Regions from separate parts of the Mus musculus genome. Here regions 1, 2, 3 and 4 are each linked to region 5. A link is a contact called in public HiCAR-type, HiChIP or PLAC-seq and promoter capture Hi-C data. All regions are on one chromosome and are shown on one strand. The core of a region is the stretch at or near the end of the contact, and the rest is flanking DNA. Distances in the headings are between cores, read along the strand shown. Region 1 overlaps Grxcr1 (glutaredoxin, cysteine rich 1). Region 2 overlaps Atp8a1 (ATPase, aminophospholipid transporter (APLT), class I, type 8A, member 1). Region 3 holds the start of Gabrg1 (gamma-aminobutyric acid (GABA) A receptor, subunit gamma 1). Region 4 has its middle 110 kb from the start of Cox7b2. Region 5 holds the start of Gnpda2 (glucosamine-6-phosphate deaminase 2).

Evidence for each region. Promoter capture Hi-C pulls out the DNA fragments that hold promoters and counts their contacts. HiCAR-type assays count read pairs that join an accessible place to other places. HiChIP or PLAC-seq counts read pairs in DNA pulled down with a chosen protein or histone mark.
Region 1: a contact with region 5 is called in an H3K27ac HiChIP or PLAC-seq map of acute myeloid leukemia, with 8 times the contacts expected there. The contact joins the enhancer-like site here to the promoter of Gnpda2 in region 5. A contact is called at or near these places in 6 of 39 promoter capture datasets (the C10 cell line, cranial neural crest, liver and 2 more) and 2 of 115 datasets of contacts at active chromatin or transcription factors (acute myeloid leukemia and stem cell-derived neural progenitor cells).
Region 2: a promoter capture Hi-C map of hippocampal neurons shows a contact between it and region 5, with 8 times the contacts expected there. The contact joins the enhancer-like site here to the promoter of Gnpda2 in region 5. A contact is called at or near these places in 4 of 39 promoter capture datasets (the C10 cell line, cranial neural crest, hippocampal neurons and 1 more) and 3 of 115 datasets of contacts at active chromatin or transcription factors (astrocytes, forebrain and large pre-B cells).
Region 3: a HiCAR-type map of astrocytes shows a contact between it and region 5, with 4 times the contacts expected there. The contact joins the promoter of Gabrg1 here to the promoter of Gnpda2 in region 5. A contact is called at or near these places in 7 of 39 promoter capture datasets (the 3T3-L1 cell line, cranial neural crest, embryonic stem cells and 4 more), 1 of 484 Hi-C or Micro-C datasets (cerebral cortex) and 1 of 115 datasets of contacts at active chromatin or transcription factors (astrocytes).
Region 4: a promoter capture Hi-C map of hippocampal neurons shows a contact between it and region 5, with 8 times the contacts expected there. The contact joins the enhancer-like site here to the promoter of Gnpda2 in region 5. A contact is called at or near these places in 10 of 39 promoter capture datasets (the 3T3-L1 cell line, cranial neural crest, frontonasal cranial neural crest and 6 more).

Annotation. Positions count from the first base shown.
Region 1 is chr5:68,048,469-68,051,168 of GRCm38.p6, forward strand. All of the region lies in intron 1 of Grxcr1 (glutaredoxin, cysteine rich 1), which reads left to right. Among named protein-coding and RNA genes, the nearest start is that of Grxcr1, 18 kb to the left of the region's middle. Within about 2 kb of position 1,278, at least 51 of the 459 cell types and tissues checked have an H3K27ac peak or open chromatin away from gene starts, as enhancers often do. A contact at or near this core is called in acute myeloid leukemia and pre-B cells, where this site is marked.
Region 2 is chr5:67,841,171-67,843,870 of GRCm38.p6, forward strand. All of the region lies in intron 1 of Atp8a1 (ATPase, aminophospholipid transporter (APLT), class I, type 8A, member 1), which reads right to left. Among named protein-coding and RNA genes, the nearest start is that of Atp8a1, 4.9 kb to the right of the region's middle. Within about 2 kb of position 1,336, at least 56 of the 459 cell types and tissues checked have an H3K27ac peak or open chromatin away from gene starts, as enhancers often do. A contact at or near this core is called in astrocytes, forebrain and hippocampal neurons, where this site is marked.
Region 3 is chr5:70,841,364-70,844,063 of GRCm38.p6, forward strand. Gabrg1 (gamma-aminobutyric acid (GABA) A receptor, subunit gamma 1) reads right to left here and starts at 1,254. Exons shown (of 9, transcript NM_010252.4): 1 at 753-1,254. The coding sequence starts at 856.
Region 4 is chr5:71,438,999-71,441,698 of GRCm38.p6, forward strand. No RefSeq gene overlaps it. Among named protein-coding and RNA genes, the nearest start is that of Cox7b2, 110 kb to the right of the region's middle. Within about 2 kb of position 1,368, at least 18 of the 459 cell types and tissues checked have an H3K27ac peak or open chromatin away from gene starts, as enhancers often do. A contact at or near this core is called in hippocampal neurons, where this site is marked.
Region 5 is chr5:69,590,910-69,593,609 of GRCm38.p6, forward strand. It overlaps Gnpda2 (glucosamine-6-phosphate deaminase 2), which reads right to left and starts at 1,395. Exons shown (of 7, transcript NM_001038015.2): 1 at 1,299-1,395.

The DNA.
Region 1 (2,700 bases), core at 28-2,527, 1.5 Mb before region 5:
AGAGGAGGGAGATATAGAGGGAATGAAAGGAAGAGAGAAATTATGAAATTATATTTTGTTATGAAAAAATTAAACTGTTTCTCTAAATGTATATTACTAATAAATTTTCCTGTTTTAAAAATAATGTTAATATTATGGGGGGGAAGAACTCCACTAAACAATGAAGGTTCAAAGATTAATAACACCGAATTCCTATTCTGAGAGAATGTTGGTTCATTCTTATGAAAAATATCACACGTTGGTATTGTAAAACATAATATGAACACAGGAGCTTTTAGGGGACAGAGGTAGGACATACTGACCCAACTGTGTAAATCTTAGTAATACTTGGTTGGCCCCAGACAGTGTCTTTTAGACCTGGGTCTGCATGGGAAGCAGCAGGCCACTGACCCATTTCTTGCCAGAAGGCATCGTCTCTGGGAGTCTCAGCAGCTATCTCTAAACTTGGCTCAGCTTCTGCCACAAGAACCGGTTTTCCTGAGGCCACTTCCTCTTTCTCACATCCTGCCTTGGCTCTGGCCCCTGCCATTGCTGTGGATGGCATGGCATTCCCTCTCCTGTCTACCTGGCCAAGTGTCTGCCAGTGTAGCCAGCCGCCCACACGCCTTGTGTCTCTGCTTTCCTTGTCACACCTGTCACCCCAGGCCTAGCCTGCATGTTCTGGATAGAGTCAAAGGCACTCTCTTCTGGCTTGATTTCTCATGTTTTTGTACACCAACCCAGAATTATTTTTTCCTCTTGGAAATGGTTTTAGCTCCAAACCACAGAGGACACTATTCGACAGGGCTTAAAACATACAGGATACGACATTTTACGGAGGAAGTTTGGAAGTAGCTGTTGCTAAGGCTATTTGGTGGGTTAATATGTGATAAAGAGCTGGGCTTTTTTCTGAGGTTGCATTTGCATTATAGTGGGGCAGGGGAGATCAGCGTGCTCTCTTGGGGTTCTCTCTCTCATTTATAAAACAATTTAAGAGTGAGCTCAAATGGAAGCTCAAGGACAGTCTCATTAGTGCTTAAAACAAAAACAAAAACAAAAACAAACAAACAAACAAAACAAACCAGGGAAGGCAAGCTGTGCACTTAAGCTGCTTCCTGGCAGAGGAGAATGGAAGAGAGGAAGATCAAAAACAAAGACAAAAAGACAAAAACCAAACACATGCCCTTTAAACTGTCATGGAGGTTAGAAACTTGACAAACGGCCACACAGAGGATGGGGAGAGAGGTTTTCGAGAAAGAGGAAGGAAGACCAGACAGTTAGGGGAAAGCCCTAAGTGTCAGGAAAAGCTGGCTAGAAGAGGAAGAGAGAAATTGGAAGTTATACTTTCCCAAATACTTTGTGAAAGCGGATACTGTTGATCTTACATAGCTGTGGTCCACAAGCTGCTACAATAGATGCGGGGATTTGGGGAAGAAGACTTATAGTTCTTAAGGACTAATGATCCCACCCATCTCTTTAGCTTGACTAACGTGAGCTTCCCTTCCAGGGCTGGTCTCTTACTCAAAGCAACTGAACCAGCCCAGATGGAATGTTAGGTCTTCACCAGGGCAGAGATTCGATTCTTTTGACCAGAAGTTTTTCCTTAGTGGTCCTTTTTATTATATTATACTTTGTGATCCTTAGTGTATGTATGTACTACAGAACAAATAAGGCACTGCCTTAGGGGTTTGAAAGCCCACACAAGATAAGAAATAGAAAGGTAGAGGGGCAAATAACAATATTCTGTCCAGGAGTTACTGTTTTATTAGGAAAAGAAAAGTCTAGAAACATCCTCAGTATTCTCCTCCTCCTCCTCCTCCTCCTGCTCCTCCTCCTTCTCCTCCTCTTCCTTCTCTTCCTCCTCCTCCTCCTCCTCCCCTCTCCTCCCTCTTCTCTCTCTTTCTCTCTCTTCCCTCCCTCGTCCTCTGTCTCTCATTCTTCTTCCATACATTACATGCCAACCACAATTTCCCCTCCATTCTTCTCAGTCCCTTCCCATACCTCCTTGCCCCCAGATCCATTCCTCTTGTTTCCCTTCAAAAATGAAGTGCAGGCCTCCCAGGGAGATATCACATTAGAATAAGACTAGATACAAACCTTCATATTAAAGCTGGATAAGGCAACACAGTAGGAGAAAAAGGGTCCTAACTGAAGGCAAAAGAGCTAGAGATAAGCCCTTCCTTCCACTGTAGGGATCCCCACAGGAACACCAAGCTACACAGCTATAATGTATGTAAGGGACATAGGTCAGACCCATATAGGCTCCCTCCTTGATTGTTGGTTCAGGTTCTGTGAACCAACTGAACCAACTGAACCAAGGGAGCCCTGATTAGTTGATTCTTTGGGCTGTGTTCTTGTGGTGTCCTTGACCTCTCTGAGTCCTACAATCAGTCCTTCTTCCCACTATTTTTGTGAAATTCCCTTGGTCCAGCTTAGTGCTTGACTCTGGGTCTCTGCATCTACTCCCAGCAGTAGCTGTGTGTATGTAGCCTCTCTGCTGAGGATTGGGTTAAGCACTGATGAGTATATAGGAATTTCATTAGGAATCATTTCGTTGCTTTTTTTTTTTTTTTTTTTTTTTTTTGCCATCCATGTGTTGGTATCTATCATCTAATCATTTTTCTCTCTCCATCTCCAGGCCCAGAGCTTTTTAACGGACAGGTTTGCGTCTTCTAATATTATAATTGTAGTGATTATATTACTGCATGCTGGAGCAAGCAG
Region 2 (2,700 bases), core at 86-2,585, 1.7 Mb before region 5:
ACACACACACACACACACACACACAGCCTTTATATTTACAATATGTCTTCGGCAGCCCAAAGCTGGGCAGCTGCCTGCCCTCCATGCTGTTAGAATCTATTTTCCTATTGGTAACACTGAGTTGTTATTTACAATTTACAGTGTTTCATCTAGGCTACTCTTAACTCCAAATGGGCAGCCCTCCCTGCCCATTTGTATTTTTATTCCTCAGCTATCTCCTGGTGGCCTCTCCTTCTCTCTTCCTTAAAGTTCCCCTTCTTTCTTTCTCCCACCCCAAGACCTAGAAACCTAAATCCCGCCTAGAGAAACCTAAATCCTGCCTATGTCTCTTCGGCCCAGCTATTAGCTGTTGGCATCTTTATTTACTAATTGCAATGACCTGGGGGCAGGGTCATTTTGTATCTATGTGTGAAGTCCCTGCCCTTGGGGAGCTTACTAGCCAGAGGATAAGGACACAGAAAGATCCATTTGTTAGGAAGCAAAGAATGAAAACTAAAGCCAAGGGCATCCCCACAATGACATTTATCCTCAGCAGAGATGCACACAGCAAGCTCCCGACAGCCTTTCGGGAGTCTCCTCAGCCTGGGCCATTAACCAGGGACCTACATCAAGTCTCAGTGACCGCGGAATGACAGAATGTGCGGTGGATTCTATGCTATACATTAGAAAACCAAATTCAGTGTATTGCACTTAGACCTTCAGAGTCGCACTAACAGGAATGACACACAGAGATCCGATCAGCATGCTGACTTCTGGTTATAAACCAGAGACCCCACACCCAGGATTCTTTCATTCACCCTTTTCCTGGCTCCCAATTGGCTGACAGGCAGCGGACGCACAACACAGAGTGGCCAAAGGAACAAGGCCATTTAGTCATGTTTGCTCTAGACAACTGAAAGGGCCTCCTAAAAATTTGTCCTTTACAAGTCCTTACATTGTTCCTTTTGTAAACTGAACATGGTATTCTCTATCATCACAAACATTTTAAATTGCCATTTGCTAAGAGGGAAATGAAAGCTTAGAGGTGTCTAAGCATAGCATGCTTTTCTTAGTCACGACTAGACTAGCTTAACACTTCTGCGTTATAACACTCAACAGAAAATAATAGAAGGCATGGGGCCGTCTGCTCTTGGTTGCTTTAAAGTTTATGTCCTCAGTTTTGAGCAGCCAGGGAGGCTGAGTATTTTGTAAACTATAGGCTCTAAAACTCCCTGCTTCCTTCAGGCAAGAACCTTTGGCAGTCTGGGGCCCCTGCGTATGACTGGGCCTGTTGTTTGCCCAGTAGTCCTCTCCCTTTCTTGTTAGGAACGCCACACTGAGTAATGTGCTCAGCTGGAAACCTCCACTCCCCAGCTTCTCCAGCAGATGGGAGTGAATGCAAATGAGGCGTTGGTCACTGTGTGTCACTTGCAGGAAAATCCTTTATTCCCCTTCCATAGTTTACTTGGCACGGAACTCCTATAGGTTAGCTGAGACCCAGCAACCATGCTGTGGACTTTATGAGCGGCCTGTGTGCAGGCCGGGAGAGCAGAAAAGCCCAGGGAGCCAACATCTCTTGGGACTTGGTGTGGCAGGCGTGGCTGACCTTGACTGGCTACTTCTACACTAGCTTTTGAGAGAGCAAGACAGTATTCTAGGTGAGCAATGGGTATTTCAGTCTGTGATTATGACCACTGTGTTCAGACGCTGGAATAGCAGGAAAGAAGCCTGAAGTATGTAGCCTTCTGTTCTATCTATCCTTGCTCTCTGGATGTAGCCTTCTGTTCTATCTATCCTTGTTCTCTGGATGTAGCCTTCTGTTCTATCCATCTATCCGTGCTTTCTGGGAATGTATCTGTGAGTGCTCAGTATTATTTCTGAACTGAAGCTTCCCAAGTTCAATTGTTTCCCTGTACCTAACTTCATTATTTCCAAGAATCTTAAAAACATGTCAATTTTCCGTGTGTTCCTTTTTTTTTTTTTTTTTTTTTAAATCTAGTCTAGACCTAGCTAGCCCAGGCTGACCTTCAATATACAGCAATCCTCTTGCTTTGGCCTCCCAAGTGTTTAGATTACAGGTGTGAACAATCACACCCAGCAAACATGACCAACTTGGCTGTGTTATAACTATCAAGTTTGAAGTATTCTCTTCTTGTACTGAGCCTCTTTGACTGGTTTGGTAGAGTCCTCCCCACTGTCAGGTTCGAGACGGTAAGGAAGAATTCCTCAGAATGCACTTCAGAACCAGAACCCCAGGAGGCACCTGGGTGGGTCCACACCCACAGTTTCTTCAGGGCACCACCTAAGAAGCTTCGTTTTCAGGCACTGGGATCTCATTTCGTAAAGTGAAAATAAAAAACAACAACAAAAGCTATTGATCGAGAACCCTCTCTTCAAAAACAAAGTAGAGAGTGAGTGTGTGTGTGTGTGTGTGTGTGTGTGTCTGCTGTCTGGCTCTTGCCCTTCACTCCCTATAGAGTTCAACCTTTGTGTACCTGTGACACCCCAGACTCCCCTGCCCTGAGGCTTCTGCCCTGGCTGTCCCTCTACCTGCAACACTCTCTCCCCAGGTCTACAGCAAATTAGGAAGGCGAGCCCACCCAGCCTCCTTCATCCTCAGGTCTATTCACCCACTTTACACATCTGGCCTTGGCTGTTTTTCCAACAACTTTTATCAAATAACAAAACTCAACAATCTGACGGGTTTTGCTTTGTTCCTTC
Region 3 (2,700 bases), core at 4-2,503, 1.3 Mb after region 5:
CCTTAACCAAATGTGACAACATCTTTTATATTCTGTCTCCTTCACAGTCCAAGTGTGAGATTTTCTTTCACTCGCAGGATGACTTCAAAGTTTTGAAAGGCTTTACAGTCCAGTCTTGCTCCTGCCACACTGAAGATTTGTGTACGGTAGCACCACACACAAATACAGCCGAGACATTCAGAGTGTCCTGAAAGACTTTCAAAGTTGTTTCTAAAAAAATAGAGTTATTTCTGATATTTTCTGTGTGTGTATGTATATATGTATATATATACTTATAGCTGATAGATGTATAATCAAACCTAGCTTATAAAAGAACAGCTCAATCAAGAATGTTACCCAAAAACAAATGAAAAAAAAACCATAATATTTGCTTACACACAAACAGCATAAACACCATGCTATCTAACATAAAGTTTCTGAAATAACTTTGTCTTTAAAATGCAGAATCATCTAGAAAGTTCATCAGCACTATTCAATCCCAAATATATTGGCAAAGTCATTTCTACTCCTAATCTCCTTTGTGGAAATGAAGCCTACATTAGTTTATAATCCTGTAGAACTTAAAAACAAATGAACTAACGTCTATTCTTCAGATATAGGCCAAGTTCATGCCGTCTCCAAGTAAGCAGAATCAGAAAATACAATGATGGCAAACACTGCACATGTCCCGGAAAAATGCAAATTACTTGGAATGATTTTTTATTTAAGGAAAAGAAAATGAGAGACAGTTTCAAGTCCTTGAATTTACTCACCAGTTTCCCAGATGCAGGGTTAGTAACAAGAATATCAACCTCACTCCTCTAGTTTGACTCCACAGGAGAGAAGGAGAGAAGAGGAAGGCTTTCCCAGAACCCATCGGGTTCGCTTTTACAGTCCTTCCTCCACTAGCTCAGTCCCCAAGCACAGAGTTTTGCCTCAAGCCTCAGCAACCACACAGTGAGTACAAGGAGTGGATAGGCAGTACACCTCCGAAGCAGGTAGGATGCGACTCCCAGCAGAACTGAGCTACGGAGCCAATCACACCGGGTGGATGCGGCATAAATTATCTCAAAAAGAGTTGGACCAATCAGCGTTCCACAAAGGCGGGGTTTCCCATACTAGAAATCAAGCCCAGTGGGGAAAAGGGCTCCGTTTTTTTGGAAAAGAAAAATAAACCTCTTCTCAGCCCCAGTCCCTCAGAAACATTGGTGTGGTCTTGAGAGTCGGGTTCCCGAGGGAAATGCTGCTTCTACCACTGCCCTGATGTTCTATATCGGGGCCACTACCTCTTCCCTTTCCTTGGCTAAGAATCACTTATTTGTTTATTTTTATCATTTATTTATTTATTTTAATTTGCCTTCAATTGAGAGCCCCAGGTAGTGCCCTGTGGACAGAGCCCAATTGACATTTTCTTCTCTGAAGAGAATACTGTTATTATTTTTTATTATAATTAATTATTGTTACTTAATTTTGATTCCGGACAGTGTCTTGTTTCTCTTTGCAGACAGGACCTGACACAATGCCCTGCACAGATGAGCTCTCTAGAGCTGGGGAGTGTAAAACTCAGTGAATGAAAGAGCAGGCTGGACTCATTCCCGTTAAGCACGTTTCCGTCCCCACCCCCTCCTACTGCCTGCTTTCTAGTGTGCCGGTTTGCAATGTACATCTCTCATCAGTCACTGGAAAATGACAGTAACGGAGAATACCAGGCAAGTACTCTCTTATTTTACAAACACAAAACCCATAAAACTGATTGTACTAGCTCCTTCAGTCAAAGGCGTTGTAACGTTTGACCTGGGTGATCCTGTTGTGTTACCCCTGCCCAAGTGCACTTCATTTGCATTTGTGGAGCTCCTATGTTTGGTTCCTAACTTCAGAGGCTCGGCTCTGAGTTCTCAACAGAGAGCCCAAGGGTTACCATGGCAACCAGAAAGCCTCTGGCAGCTGGAACAACTGTACTGCAAAGACCCGTGGCTGTGGAGAAACAGGCTCAGTGCCCAGCCATCTTCTGCCTTTACGCCTTGCTAAATCCGTGCTTCCCAGGGATGTCGCCCAAGGATGGGGTCCTAGGCTGCATCATTAATCACTCCACACCACCTGGAATTGCCCAAATTCAGAAATGAAGTGAAATGTACCATGTACTCACGTGAGAAGCAAACAGTTTGAAGCAGAAGTAACAGTGCTTGTGCATGCAGGGCGGTAAGGGAACTGTTGCTACAATAGCCACTGAAATCCATTAAAAGAACCGGATGAGCATGGCAGGGCTAGAGACTGATTGACTTTCTCTCTTTGTCTCTCTTCCCTATTTTTTTTTCCTTTCTTTCATGTTGCTCAGAATAGCATATATTGCTGCAAATTTTTTCTTCTTTTTGACTCCTCGTCATCTGAAAATGTGTATTGACTTTCCTCGTTCCTTTTCTCTTACTCCACACTATTTAGCATATTTCTCTTCCATAAAGTATGTTAATTAAAGCAGCTCATATCTAATAATTCAAAGAGTAATTAGGTACATTAGAATAGATTCCGGAACAAGTGCATTTAGGTGGTCCATGATGTCAATAAAAATATAAGTTCTTTTTTTTTCTTTCTGTCATTTAACAGTGTTTGTGAAGGATTATTTAACGGTTTCACAGGATGCACACACACATTCAAGAATCTGATTAAACAGTACAGCAGGAATTAATTCACTTCTAGTACATAATGAATAGCAAACAATTCCTG
Region 4 (2,700 bases), core at 118-2,617, 1.8 Mb after region 5:
AGGTGAAGTTAAGGATATAGTGCATGACAATTTAACAAACCAGTAACTGAACATTTAAAACAAGAATGTATGATGCCATATAATAGGGTTTCTGAAATTAAGTCATAACTGTAAGTCTATCTGAACTTGAGTTTTATAATAAAAAAATAAACAAAAAGCATCCCTTTAGCATACCTGATATATTATTATTATGTTTTATTTTTGTCTTCCGAATATATCAATGTTGTTTGTCATCTATCCTCTATTGCAGCATGAAAAAAAATGTTTAAAAGCTACTTAATATTGATGTTGCTTCTATGGTAGCATAGTAGTGCCACAGCATATGCATACTTAATTAGATTTAATTAGGAGTGGGCATAAAAGTACAGACAGATATAGGTGACAGACAGAAGATAATAAAGTAAAAATAAGATAATCAAAAAGGAAAAAAACTATACCGATCAAAAAAACCGCATCTCCTGCTCTGCTCCGTAAGGCCACAGCCTTCTGTTCTCAGTTTTGCTTCGTCAACAGACTCTATGTGACACATCTATTACACAAATGTATCTGTCATGTATATCTTGGCAATTTAATATATTGGAATGTGTATAAAAGAGGGCTATATTAAAATGAGTAAACCTATGTAGAAATTAACTTTCAAAATGTTGTAAGTTACTTAAAACTCACACATCGAATTTGGCATTTCCTCACCCCACTTCATGGGACCCAAGCTCCAAACAGCAATCTTAAAGGTGACTTTTCTGATGGAATGTGAAGGACTTCACATCAGTAACACAGCAACACAGTAGGGATCAGAGCTGACGGTACTAGATAATGTGGTACTTACACTCTACATCTCACAGTACCAGCCTTTAACAACCACTCACTAGCAGTCTGAACCTGCCATTGTCAATACTGTCAATCGTGCCTCCATTTGAAGCATTAAACAATTACAATTTCTTAGTAAGAGTTTACTTTAAGTCCCCTTACCTTCAAAACATTTCCATGAAATATCTATTATTCCTGTCTACTTTATCACAACCCAAAGGGAGATGAGACAGGTGGTTGCAGGACTAAGGATCTGAACACAGATCTAAAATCAACTCAGTAGCAAACTGCCTTAAAGCCAAACACTAACAAGAACAATGAATTAAATGAGCAGAAAGCTGTTTTAAAAATATATATTTTGCTTTCATTTCTGCAGTGGTAGTATTTATCTTTTAAATGATCTTCTGTGTAAGTCATATTAAAACCCTCTTACATGTATTACTTAACGATCAGCCCATGCACCTCTCTTCACATCCTGTTTGTCAGACACTCATTAGTTACGGGTGTGTGTCTGATTGGAAGATCTTTCATTTCAAGAAAATGTGAAGTGTTTCCATGGAGATCAGCTTGAGATAGCCCAGTGACGAACTTCTTGGCTATAATTTCACATTGGTTTCTATGGTTTCCAGATAGGAGAAGAAAATGAAGTTGCAGATTTTTTTTTTTTTTTGGTAATGTAAAAGGTTATTGGAAAATAAGAGATACTGCTCAAATTAATGTCATCTCCCCGAGGAACGCAGCTGCTGCCAGCGCAAAGCATGGAAGATTTTATGTCATATGAATACATTCATATGCTTTTTTTTCTGTATCTGTCATGACGAGGAACCATTCTAACGCTTAAACAGTGTTATAAAATTAGCAGACACCTTTCTCAAAAGGGAGGCCTTTCATCAGTGAGATGCTTTGGTAATGGTTATTAATAACTAGCTCATGATCACATTTCTTACATCAAATCTTTTAACGTCACATAGTATATATGTCAAATTAGTAAAGAACTATGGTACAGCGATATACATCTTTAGTGACAGAGAATTGTGTAACTGCCATTTGAAATAATAATTCTAAGTTGAATAATACCATCTCACAGTGCTAAAGAATTGTTTCCCTGTGAATCTGGTGTATTTTCAATAAGCAGCAAATTCATAGAACTACTTAATCAGAGCCAGGATTTACAGGCTTTGAAATCAAAAAGCGATTATAGGAATGGTTCCTCTCACTATTATCCTCAGGGTTCCACTAGTGAGGCTGTTACCAGGAATGACAGCAGTGGTATCATTAAAGTGGAAGTTAACAATGCTACCCTGAGACAACCAACTGAGTGAATCTGTATTGGATACTTTCTCCTGACCTGAGATGAGTGTAACTCTTTCTGAATACTTTGTAGAAATGTGAGCTCCTGCATAGGAGCCCCTGCCTACCCCATTGTCTCATTCCTAACTGACAGAAAATATAAGTTTGTAAATGTCTTATGGGAAAAAGTTTCAGAGGAATTAGTAATATGAAGCAGACATGTATGTAAGTGGTCTCGAGTTATCTAATTACAATCCTCAGTGGAAATCAAATTCCTATTTTTAATTTTTTTTAAGGAATATGGGCTAGGATTACCTATAGTTACTCATTTAGTCACCATTTCAACATCATTGACAGCCTAACTACCAACTCCTGTTCTGAATGTAAATTCACAGAAAGCATTCCAAGCCTATTTTCTTACAGATTTCACATGGTGAAAATAAACAGAAAAATAAAAGCTTTCTAGAAAGTCAGATAGTGAAAAAATTATAAAGAAAATATCATCCTGAGTGAGGTAACTCAGTCACAAAAGAACACACATGGTATGCATTCACTGATAAAAGGATATTAGCCCAAAAGACAGGTATATCCAATATTCAATTC
Region 5 (2,700 bases), core at 145-2,644:
GAGTTTTTAAAACTCAGCCTCACAAAGGAACGCTGTCTTCATTTATGTCTATTAATAATCTAACATCAAAAATAACTTCAGAGTTATATCCAAAACTCCTAAACAACGGCTGGCTCTCACAGATATGTACTTCTAATATGATTATTCAACAAACAACCAGAAGAAAAAACAAACAAACAAAAAAAAAAAAAAAAAAAAAAACCAAAAAACAGTAAGGACCAGAAAAAGAACTTCACAGCGCTCCGGTATATCTAAGTTTTTCACACGTGCCAGGGCTCACTCCGTGTTAAACACTAAACGAGGCTCCACAGGCACACATTTAATGAGTTGACCCTGTTGCTTTAGAGTATTCGATTAACTTAATACTTTCTGAATTTCTGGTTATCCCCCACTTTCGAGGTAGAAACTGCAACTCAAATACTGCAGAAGTTACAAAGCTATTACGTTTTGGAGGGAACTGGACTTAAAACACATTTCAAATGTTTTATCCATATGGAATCACTAATAATAACTTGTAAAAGACTCTGGGCCCCTCTCCTTGGCTCCAGTAGATCTTAAAAGGAGTCAGAGAACCAGTTAGGTATCACAGTGTATTCATGCACTTGAGCTAAAATGAGAAACACTGCAAGGAAGCAACCAAAGGTCAGGCAAATTGTTTGGTTTTTACTCTGAAGGGAGTGCTCTTAAGGGAGTTCACCTCCAAAATTTCTCAGTGAACCCCCCTCACTCAGTATAAATTATTTTTATTCAGATGTCGAATACGCTCCTTTTCCTTGTTTTACAGTCATCAGAAACCTCAACTGTGGATGCTTTCTGATTCGGCATCGTGGCCAGGTAGCATTTAAACAAACAAACGCCAATTTGTCTTTAAGTGCTTACTGCAGGTGCCGATTCATTTGGGCAGGGCACCCCAGGGAAACTGGCTGAACCCAAGTCCCTGAACTCTCTATGGGGAGGTAACTTCTACACTGCGGAACTTTCACAGCTTTGGGCAGCCCAACAATCCACGCACGGGGTGTGCTGAGCTGCAGTGCTGAGCTTCTGCAACCCCCTCCCCAGATCTGCCTGCGCTGGGCCAGGACTGCTCTACCCTAAGCAGCCCGCGGCAGAGTGAGGACAGGGGGCGGACCGGCGCTGGAAACCTCCCGTGGCTCGGCTAAGGCCGATTGCACACCCCGGGCTCAGGGGCGTCAGGCAGGGGCGCCCAAGCCCTGCTAGACTTCACTCCGGGTCCGGGAATCTGCGACAACGAGCCGCGTCCAAGCCCCGCTTCGGAGCTGTGTCCCCCCTAAACTCACCGGCGGACCTACAGCCTCATCCAACGACCGAAGAGCCGGAGCTAACACACCCAGCAACCCGCCAGCGACTCCAGCCGGTGAGGACTGAGGAAGCCTGAGAACCCGGATGCAAACACAAACACAGGAAGGGACTCGGGAGGACGCTGCGCATGCGTACTGCCAAAGGTGGGGCAGGGGAGAGTGGAGCACTATCACCTGTGGCTTTTCCACCTAAGGGATGTGCTGGGCAGTCTACAGTCCTTGGGTCAGTCACCTGTCACCTCTCTCTTTCGTTAAGTCCTTCAGAAGCTGAATTGTGGTAGACTCCTTGTAGGATTGTAATGAACGATATATGACCTACTCGATCACTTCACCCCAGATATTTGCTATTCACTCTTCTCAACATCATCAACTGGCTCTCAAAAGGAATAAGAAGAGTTTATTCTGGAGTCAAGCAGGGATGCCTATGGTTAGAGAACTAGATTCCAATTAGCCCAAATACTCTCTTCCAAAGATGCAATCGTTTCATGGGGCATTTTTAGTAACAGAACAAAGGGAAAATCATAACAATATGCTTTTCAAAGGCGTTGAAGCATCAGATAGAAAGCTCCAACAAAATGGAAAATCCCTGTTATATACCTCAGTTGTTGCCTGATGATGTCTCTGGCATCTAAGTTTCTATTTGTTCCAAGAGCATTTCCCTACTAGGTTACACACACAAAGTAGGTAATAAGTGGTCATATAAAGCATTGAAACACCCCAAGATAATTTGTCTCAGCATTTCAAACAAAGAGTATGTTATAATCCCCTCTGATGGTTTAAAATAGGTGCAGTGTTACTTTGCGAGCACAGTAACTGTTCATTGAAATCCTAAGAACTCTTATCAAAATTAAGTTTGCAGAGAGGAAAAACCGAAACCCAGGATGATCTCAGAAAGTGGAACATAGATTATAGTATTGTGTAGTTTGTACTGAATAATTCTAAGGGGGTAGAGGAAGCCGACATAAACTCTGAACGTGTGTCTCAGTTTTTGTAAAGGTCAAAAAAAGTAAGTAAGCAGCAGTCACTTTTAGCCAACCTCTAGACTGAAGTCGGGGACCCCTATGGAAGAGTTAGGGGAAGGACTGAAGGAGCTGAAGGGGATGGCAACCCCATAGGAAGAACAACAGAGCTCCCGGAGACTAAGCCACCAACCAAAGAGCATGCATGGGCTGGTCTGTGGCCCCAGCTACATATGTAGCAGAGGACTGCCTTGTCTGGCCTCAGTGGGAGGGGATGGGCTTGGTCCTATAGAGAACTGATGCCCCAGAGAAGGGGGATGCTAGAGGGGTGTGGTGGGAGTGGGTGTGTGGGTGGGGTACTATCCTCTTAGAGGCAAAGAAGAGGAGTGATAGCACTGGGGTCTTGTGGAGGGGGTACTGGG